Regions from separate parts of the Bombyx mori genome. Here region 1 is linked to region 2. A link is a contact called in public Hi-C data. All regions are on one chromosome and are shown on one strand. Each heading gives the region's core, a stretch centred on a gene start, on an enhancer-like site or on the middle of the called end of the contact. The rest is flanking DNA. Distances are from core to core; before and after follow the strand shown. Region 1 holds the start of LOC101743281. Region 2 overlaps LOC101743281.

What was found. A called contact is a pair of places that touch in the nucleus more often than the background predicts.
Region 1: a contact with region 2 is called in a Hi-C map of whole pupa, with 2.5 times the contacts expected there. The contact joins the promoter of LOC101743281 here to the enhancer-like site in region 2. A contact is called at or near these places in 2 of 7 Hi-C or Micro-C datasets (both in whole pupa).

The regions. Positions count from the first base shown.
Region 1 is chr17:10,827,030-10,831,461 of ASM3026992v2, forward strand. It overlaps LOC101743281, which reads right to left and starts at 2,782. Exons shown (of 5, transcript XM_062673395.1): 1 at 2,437-2,782.
Region 2 is chr17:10,778,410-10,782,816 of ASM3026992v2, forward strand. It overlaps LOC101743281, which reads right to left. Exons shown (of 5, transcript XM_062673395.1): 3 at 1,282-1,581; 4 at 148-345. The coding sequence starts at 1,572. Among protein-coding and RNA genes, the nearest start is that of LOC101743050, 8.4 kb to the left of the region's middle. Within about 2 kb of position 1,507, at least 3 of the 8 cell types and tissues checked have open chromatin away from gene starts, as enhancers often do.

The DNA of each region.
Region 1 (4,432 bases), core at 1,532-4,031, 50 kb after region 2:
TAAATATTGTTTGTCTTTGTTAATATTTTGTATAGTGTAGTCATGGAAGACGAAATTTGTGATTATAGAAGTATAAAATACAATCATAATAGTGTACAAACTTAAAATTCCAATTAATTATAGTCGAATTTCGACTACTGCGAGACCTCTAGTAATAATAAAGGTATCGAATAGATCGATTAGTATTGTAGAAAATGTAGCCACTTCTTTTATTGAAATAAAACTAAATCTTAAAATTGAAATCATTTCTTGTACATTATGTTATTAAAATTAATAGATGGAATATTACTGTCCAATTAATTGCACGTAAGTAAGTTCTAAGGGCCAGGGTTTAATGAGTTAGACTACAAGATATGTGAAGATAACGTAGGCGAATAAATATTTACCTTAATTGTGATTCAACACGGTCTTGTTTACAACACAAATATTATGTATTAAGTCCGTTATTTGAATTAGTTTAAATGTATTTATCGTTTATGAATTTGAATCCGAGAGTTTTCGATATCAAAGCGACTAGTTGTATTTAAGTCGCAATATTGATGTTAACAATTTTTTTTCGCACATTAAGCGAGAAATATAATGTAAATACTTTGTTTTGCTAAAAAAAACCCAAATACGATAAAATTGATATAGATTTTTGTGCGTGTTTTCGTGGCAATCTGTTCGCAAATGTGATTAGAGCGACATGTGATCATTATACTTGATTTGTACAACGTGTTTTATTTAATGTATTGTTTGATGAGTTATTATTGATAATGATTAATTGAAAATAGGTTACTTACTAACATGAGAATTTAATAGTTTTGGTCATCCAGGATTTTTTAACGAACGATTTTGAATTTGAATTTGAATAATGAAGGTTATTTGGTTGTAACATCACAGGGGAAGGAGTGTAGTGAGGAAATTGAATAAACCTATAACCGTTTCCTAACTTTTCTCTAATCTCTATATATAAAAATGAATTGCTGTTCGTTAGTCTCGCTAAAACTCGAGAACGGCCGGACCGATTTGGCTAATTTTGGTCTTGAATTATTCGTGGAAGTCCAGAAAAGGTTTAAAAGGTGAGAAAATATAAAAAAAGCTCGGAATTATATAAAAACAAACAATTTTGTTTTTCCTTTGATGTGTCCCCTTGATGTGTCTTTTATTTATAGATTGAGGCACTACGAAGTCTGCCGGGTCAGCTAGTTTTTAATAGAAAATAATCGGCTACCCTTTGTTGATCCGTCAGGATCTAGGAATTGTTTAGAGATCTGTAGACTTTATGTTGGTCAATACATACGTGTCTGTTCACATTGAACATACATATGTCGCGGCCTCTGTTAAAATCTACAATTGCGATCGACTCGAGTCTAACCGACTCATAGCAGACTAATTATGTTTTGACCATGCGAATGTTCACATCGGAGAATGTTACATTACATTAAAATATCACAGGACAATCGATAGATTATGAACATCAAGTATTTCTTGGTTTTAAAGTTGCTGAATTGTTTGATATGACTTTTAATGTTAAGTCCATGCAAATTTTATTTTACCTTACATATTTGTAATTTCATATTTGTGATTAAGTTTTCATAGATTATAGGATAGGATATGTTATTCTAATTTTGAAAATTCATTTATTTAGTCAAAGTACTGCTTACAGTAAAAGTATGTATTAACAGTTCATGCGTTGGTATCACATACGAAGATACTTACTGACACAAATTTATATTTTAAAGTTACTTAGGATAATTTTAAGTATATGGCGTGAAGCTTGTGTAGGTTTTAATCGTGTGTACTCTACTTTACGACGCCTATAAAAGACTTCAACGCAAGCCGTGAAAAGACACCTTATACTATGGCATTAAATCCAAACAAAATAGTTTACTGTTAATTGATTCTGTTATGGGAACTTAAGTAATTTATACTTTAAAGTAAAAAAAATATGTTTATTTCTTATTAGAGCATGAAAGTTCCGTAGTCAATTGTTGGACATTAAAGATTTTCTGATCAAATTTTATTAGAATCATTGGTAGAATAAATAGGTCACGTAATTAAATAAATTTATAAGTTTTTTTGGTTCATTAAAACATTAATTGTATTTTGTTAATAGTATGTATTTACTATGTACTTTATAATTAATGTTAATTAGTGAAATTAATGAATCACAAATGCTTGAATCGGATTTTTGTACAATGGTTAATATTTAGTGAAAACGACTCTAGAAAATTAATTAGTGTCGACTAATTTACAAATGAAGGTAAATAACAATGGGCGATAACCGAGCCTCTGTGACCTAATACGATGTGACATAGAAACTGTACCGATTGCACCGAACAACGCGACCTTCGCCATACAAAATGCGATTCGCGATCTCCTCTCATCGCATAAATCAGCTGGACGAAAATCCCATACATATAAAAATAAAATTAAAATTCAACTCGTACTCACCGTAAACAGACGGCCGTATTGAAAATAAACCAATCACCTCCAATGTGCGGGTCACAAAAACAAAAAAAAAACTAAACAAACACAATAAAACCAAAACTGTACAGTGCGAAACCGAACGTTTATCGGTTAACGTACACGGGTTGCGAATTAAAAAACACCACGTTTAATTCACGTTTTATTATTATGAATAATGTGACGAACGTGTAAAGTTTAGCATCGGGGAGAGAGCGCGGGTCACGTTCGAAACGTCTGACGGTTTCGAGGCGAATGCTCGGAGTCTCGGGTTAAGAACGAGCTGCGCTCCGACGCGGCGACGCGCTGTTTCCGTACGCCGCGCGACGGACGCATCGCAAAAGAAAATTGACTGCATTCGTACTTAATATACATATAATCGAAGATCTCTCGCATCCGGTGCCCACAAATCCTGGTCCACCATCAGCATAGCTACAGGCGGCTGTCGCATTAACATTTTGCGTGTTTGCCTCTTCATGTATTTGACATAAATAGAATGAATAAATGTAACTTACAAACATAACAAATCGCTGATACTTAGTCTGGCCACAAATACTGTTACAATTAAAAATAAACAAAATATTACATACATTTGAATTTGGAATCTGTCATTTTTATATGATTGCTCATTGAGTTTTCTCATTTTGGCGCCAATACATTGTACAATATTTTGCGATATTAAAATGGAGTGGGGTGATAAAGGGAACCGAATCGCTGTGATTGCATTACACAAAGAAGGTATGGAGCCAAATGCAATTTTTAAAACGTTCCATACGCTTGGTATTAGTAAAATGTTTGTGTACCGGGCTATTAATAGGTACAATGAGACCTCCTCTGTTTGTGACAGAAAAAGATCTGGCCGTCCACGTAGTATTCGTACGAAAAAGGTGGTCAAAGCAGTGCGGGAAAGAATTCGAAGAAATCCTGTCCGAAAGCAAAAGATTTTATCTCGGGAGATGAAGATAGCACCTAGAACCATGTCGCGTATTTTAAAAGATGACTTAGGACTTGCAGCCTATAAGAGACGTACTGGTAATATCTTAACTGATAATTTAAAAGAGAATAGGGTGGTAAAATCGAAACAACTACTGAAGCGGTACGCAAAGGGAGGTCATAGAAAATTTTTTTTACGGATGAGATTTTTTTTACAATTGAGCAACATGACCAAAATAGCAATTGAACAAAATGACCGTATTTATGCTCAAAGCTCTAAGGAAGCTTCCCAATTAGTCGACAGAGTGCAACGTGGGCACTATCCGACTTCAATGATGGTTTGGTGGGGTATTAGCTATGAAGGAGTGACTGAGCCATACTTTTGTGAAAAAGGTATCAAAACATTGGCACAAGTGTATCAAGATACCATTCTTGAGAAGGTAGTGAAGTCCCTTAACAACACCATGTTCAATAATCAAGAATGGTCCTTCCAGTAAGACTCGGTGCCAGGTCATAAAGCTCGGCCTACGCAGTCTTGGTTGGAAACGAACGTTTCGGACTTCATTAAAGCTGAAGACTGGCCGTCATCTAGTCCCGATCTTAATCCGCTGGATTATGATTTATGGTCAGTTTTAGAGAGTACGGCTTGTTCTAAACGCCATGATAATTTGGAGTCCCTAAAACAATCCGTACGATTGGCAGTGAAAATTTTTCCCATGGAAAGAGTGCGTGCTTCTATTGATAACTGGCCTCAACGTTTAAAGGACTGTATTGCAGCCAATGGAGACCACTTCGAATAAGCTTTTTATACTTTAAATTGTTTTATATTTATGTATTAAACTAACACACTGTAAAAGTAATAAATGTTATTGGCAATAGTTTTTTTTTTCCTTTGTCTCAGTATTTATGGCAAGACTAGGTATATCATTAATTACTAATTATTACGCATAGTTTTACAAATTGAATTCTTAGGTAACTTAACTATTTCGATAATTTAATTGCCCCAGTTCAGGTTTTTGTCAAATAATAATGGTAGATATTTTGATTAAAT
Region 2 (4,407 bases), core at 257-2,756:
TGTCCCCCGTAGGACGGATTCCTTTTGTTTGTTTTAAGTTTATTTTATACAAAAGTTTAGGTCTTTTATTTCTCGATTGAGGCACTACGAAGTCTGCCGGGTCAGCTAGTTCTAATAAAGATATAGAAAATATTGATTGCTGCTAACCTGATCCGATAGCCCTTGGCCTTGAAGAGGTGCAGCCAGCGGATCCAATCCTATAGGAATAGAGAGCTGTAATGGGCCAGGTTCGTTTTCGTCATAGTTGTCATAGTAAGTAACATCTCCGCTTAAAGTTGGCTTGAACTGTGCGTTCAATTCCTCTAGCAGGATGCGTTCGTGTTCATCTTTATTAACAGTCACCGTCTGGAATAATAACAAGAAGAATAATTAGTTAACTAAACACGCTCATGGCTTTATGGTGTCGGCCTAGATTATCTCAGCTCTATCTCATCTCTACCCGTGGATGTCGTAAAAGGCGGGTAAGGGATTCATTATAGAATGAGCGGTAGCGTTTTTTTTATTGCTTAGACACGTCCGCTTAGACACGGACACGTTCACGGTCTACTCGGTGTTAAGTGGTTACGAAACCCCAGAGACATTGCTATGTGAATGTCGCAATGTCTCTGGGGAAACTCCTAATTGTATTGTATAATTGCTGTCTCAATGCTTTTTTTTTTTAATTGCTTAGATTGGTGGACGAGCTCACAGCCCACCCGGGGTTAAGTGGTTACTGGAGCCCATAGACATCCACAACGTAAATGCGCCACCCACCTTGAGATACAAGTTCTAAGGTCTCAAGTATAGTTACAACGTCTGCCCCACCCTCCAAACCGAAACGCATTACTGCTTCACGGCAGAAATAGGCAGGGTGGTGGTACCTACCCGCGCGGACTCACAAGAGGTTCTACCACCAGTAATTACTGTAAAATAAAATTATGATTTGCGTAATTACGCAAATCATAATTTTGCGGGTTTCATTTTTATTACACGATGTTATTCCTTCACCGTGGAACTCAATCGTGAACATTTGTTGAGTACGTATTTCATTAGAAAAATTGGTACCCGCCTGCGGGATTCGAACACCGGTGCATCGCTTCAACACGAATGCACTGGACGTCTTATCCGTTAGGCCACGACGACTACAAACCGGAACAAGGCATGGCATTACACCAGGTAAGCAATGAGCTCGTTCACTCATTCGCGCAATAAAAAAATAGTTATGAAAAGAAACGACGAAGAAAATGACGATTTTCTATTTCACTATTAAATAATTTCGCGATTGTTAATTTATGAATTTACCTGAACGCAACCGTTTCCATCCAGTCTTTGTCCTTTCGGACAAACGAGAGGAGTTATGAACAGAGATTTTGTAGTTATTCTCCTCCGCGGCGCATTTGGGTTACCGCTTTCAGGACTCTGAAGCCAAGATTTCCATGCGAGTTCAGCGGCGAGGCGGTCGAGGGTACGCGGTGGCGGCCTAGTCGTCGTGACCACAGCCGGGACCACGGCCTCAGTAGTAGTCACCTCGACTTCTGCCGCTTCCACTAGTGCGCACGACACCAGTAATAACGTCGTCCACGTGTACCACATCGCAAACACCTGAGGACAATAAAATTAGGTGAATTGACAGTCGAAGGCTCTATACATCATACAAGATATTTATTCACTCGGGTACAAATTATATGTTTCTGGCCGAAAACTTTCCGCAACATCGGGATACAGAAATCCTTGACCTGACCACTCACTAGGCTTTAAAAAGCATTTTGGTTTCGTCGTAAAAAAAAGAGTTCAAAACGGATCAAAGTATGGTCCAAATACTTTGAATGCCTAACTTGAACTTGAAGTCCTTTATTCTTTGAAAAAGCGAAAGCAACTTAATGATGGTCTACACTATATTTGCTAGACCGTCCTTGCTTTTTCACGTGCCTAAATAAATTTCATGTTTCAATTGAATAGTCGATAATTGTTGTTATTAAAAACGTATTGCTCTATATAGACACGAATGCACTAGCCACATGGTATAATGTTGATACCAGTGCTATGTCAATGCCGGCCACCCATTATGAAGTGTAAGTCGTAATTGAATTATATAACGGCTGTACCATCTTTTGAACCGTAACGCATGTCAGCTTCGCGGTAGGAATAGATTGGACAGTGTATAATTACTGCGCGCGGCCTCACAACATATCACCCATAACTTTATAATTTTATTTTTTATTTATAACACGGAGTTATTTATTCTTACATGGTAGAACGTAGTCGGAAACACGTGTTAGATGCGTATATCCTGAAAATAATGCGTGCATACCGGCTCGCAGTAGGTACATCTATCAGTATAGTATAGAAATTAGGAAAATTTGCTGGGAAATTTAGGTCAGGAAAGCACGTATAGAATCACAATGTTCGGATAGGCTAGTGAGGCATAGTGACCTATCTTCTGATTAATAGTCGGAGATACTATTATTTTGTAAGATCGTCTTTTGATGCCTCCATATGTATGGCAAAGCACAGCTTATCTGAGTTTACGAAATATTTTATCAAGGCCCAATAAATAATTCCTTTCACTATTCGTATATTATAATACTGTAACGAGCACTTGTTCATATCGAAATGTAATAATTCCGACGTAAATACTATGATCGCGAACAATTTTATATTTTATTTTATTTATACGGATATACTAAAGCTAGGTGTGAAGATGTCATATTTACTGATGATAGCTTTTGTTCGATTTCACCCGATTTAATCATTTAGTGCGTAAAACAAGAGCAATGGCTGTTGACCCCGTCGCGATCTATCGGCGGCATCTGGCAATGATCTCGCATAAAGACGCCGTAAGCGCAGTAACGCACGCGGAAGCTACTCGCGGGAATTGACCGTATTTCAATAGCTGCTTCATTGAATCTTATTTTTCAGACAAAACTTGCTACAAGAACGCCATTAGCAAACGTGAGCAATTAATGTTTGTCCGGTGCAAAGAAAGTCTCTCGTCGGCTTATGATGTTTTAACATTCTCGAGACGTCTGACTCAATGAGATCGTTCTGTTTACGTAAAACAGACGCTGGGTATTCCGATGTATTATTATCTGCGCGAACCAAATCCTCGAATGTTGAACCCTACCTTGACATGTATGCGAGAACGAGACAAAACTGTCGCGGAAAAGGTGTGTCGGCACAGGGCTGTACGCAAATAGCTTTGTAGCCAATTTGACTCGAGTGGTCCTCGGAATGGAGCGCCCAACGCAAGAAAAGGTAGACTTTATAAATATAGTAATAAAAGTAACTACGCTCAGTGAAATGAAAGCTTGCAGAGAAAATTCAATTAGTGTTGCAATCGGGATAGAATTAGAACTCTGGCTTCAAGTGCCGCACTTGAAGCGGTTTTGTCATGCTTTTGGTAAAGACGGTTTATGAAAAACAGTACCCTAGCTGAGAATATTTAAAAAAAAAATCCAAGTCGTTGTAGGGACAGAGAAAAGACCGTATGTTTTCGTTGTTACGGTTGAAGAGCGACCCCTTTGGCATCCAGAAATATGTGTCTCTAGAATTTGAATAAAAAATCATAACCACGTCAAATTTTTTGTGAGAAAAATCTCCTGATTCGCTTTTGAGCCAAAAAGTACAATATATAAATTTAGAAACAAATGTCCGGCTAAATTGATATGTCGACCTTGCCATTGAAAAGTTAATTCGTTTGGAGGCGTCTACGATTTACGAAAATGCGTGACTGGTTACATCTGAATTCACATGTTTCGATGACCATTAGTGCCCATTGTGTGGTAATAGCAATGAGCTTCGTGAAAGTGGTGGGTGCTAACTGGACGTGCACGATTCTGACCGTATTTGCAATAATACACGACTATTACGGTATTTTATTTTGTATCGAAAAATAAAACAAAACATTCAATGTTTAGTTATCCCTAAATTATTTATAGTTTTTCCGTTAAAAGTAATAATAAAATGCAAAATTAATCTTAAGACGAAACTCCAGATAATGAAGGCAGATAGATGGTAGTGCCAGTGATTTCTAACACGATTACCCTAAAATATTATCATGTTTTATTTCTCTCAGTGTTATGTGCGTTGCAAGCAATGTAACAAAACAACGATTTTTTAAAGCTCGAGATTTACGGTTTGTACTTTCTGCTAACTGTTTTCGTGTTATATCACGACTTCCCGAAATATGAATTAATTAAAACGAGTTTTTATACTTAGGCTAATAATAGTCCATTAATGTTTCAGTTTCCGTACATCCTGTATAAGCGCAACGTCGAGAATTCATGTTTGTTCTTAAAACTTGGAATGCATGCAAGACTGCACGTAACATTATTAACAGAAACAGTTTTAATTTACACATTAGTTGCACAAATTGGTCCATTTGAAAACGAAGGAATTCAACAGTTTTCATCTTAACTGTTCTAGTAA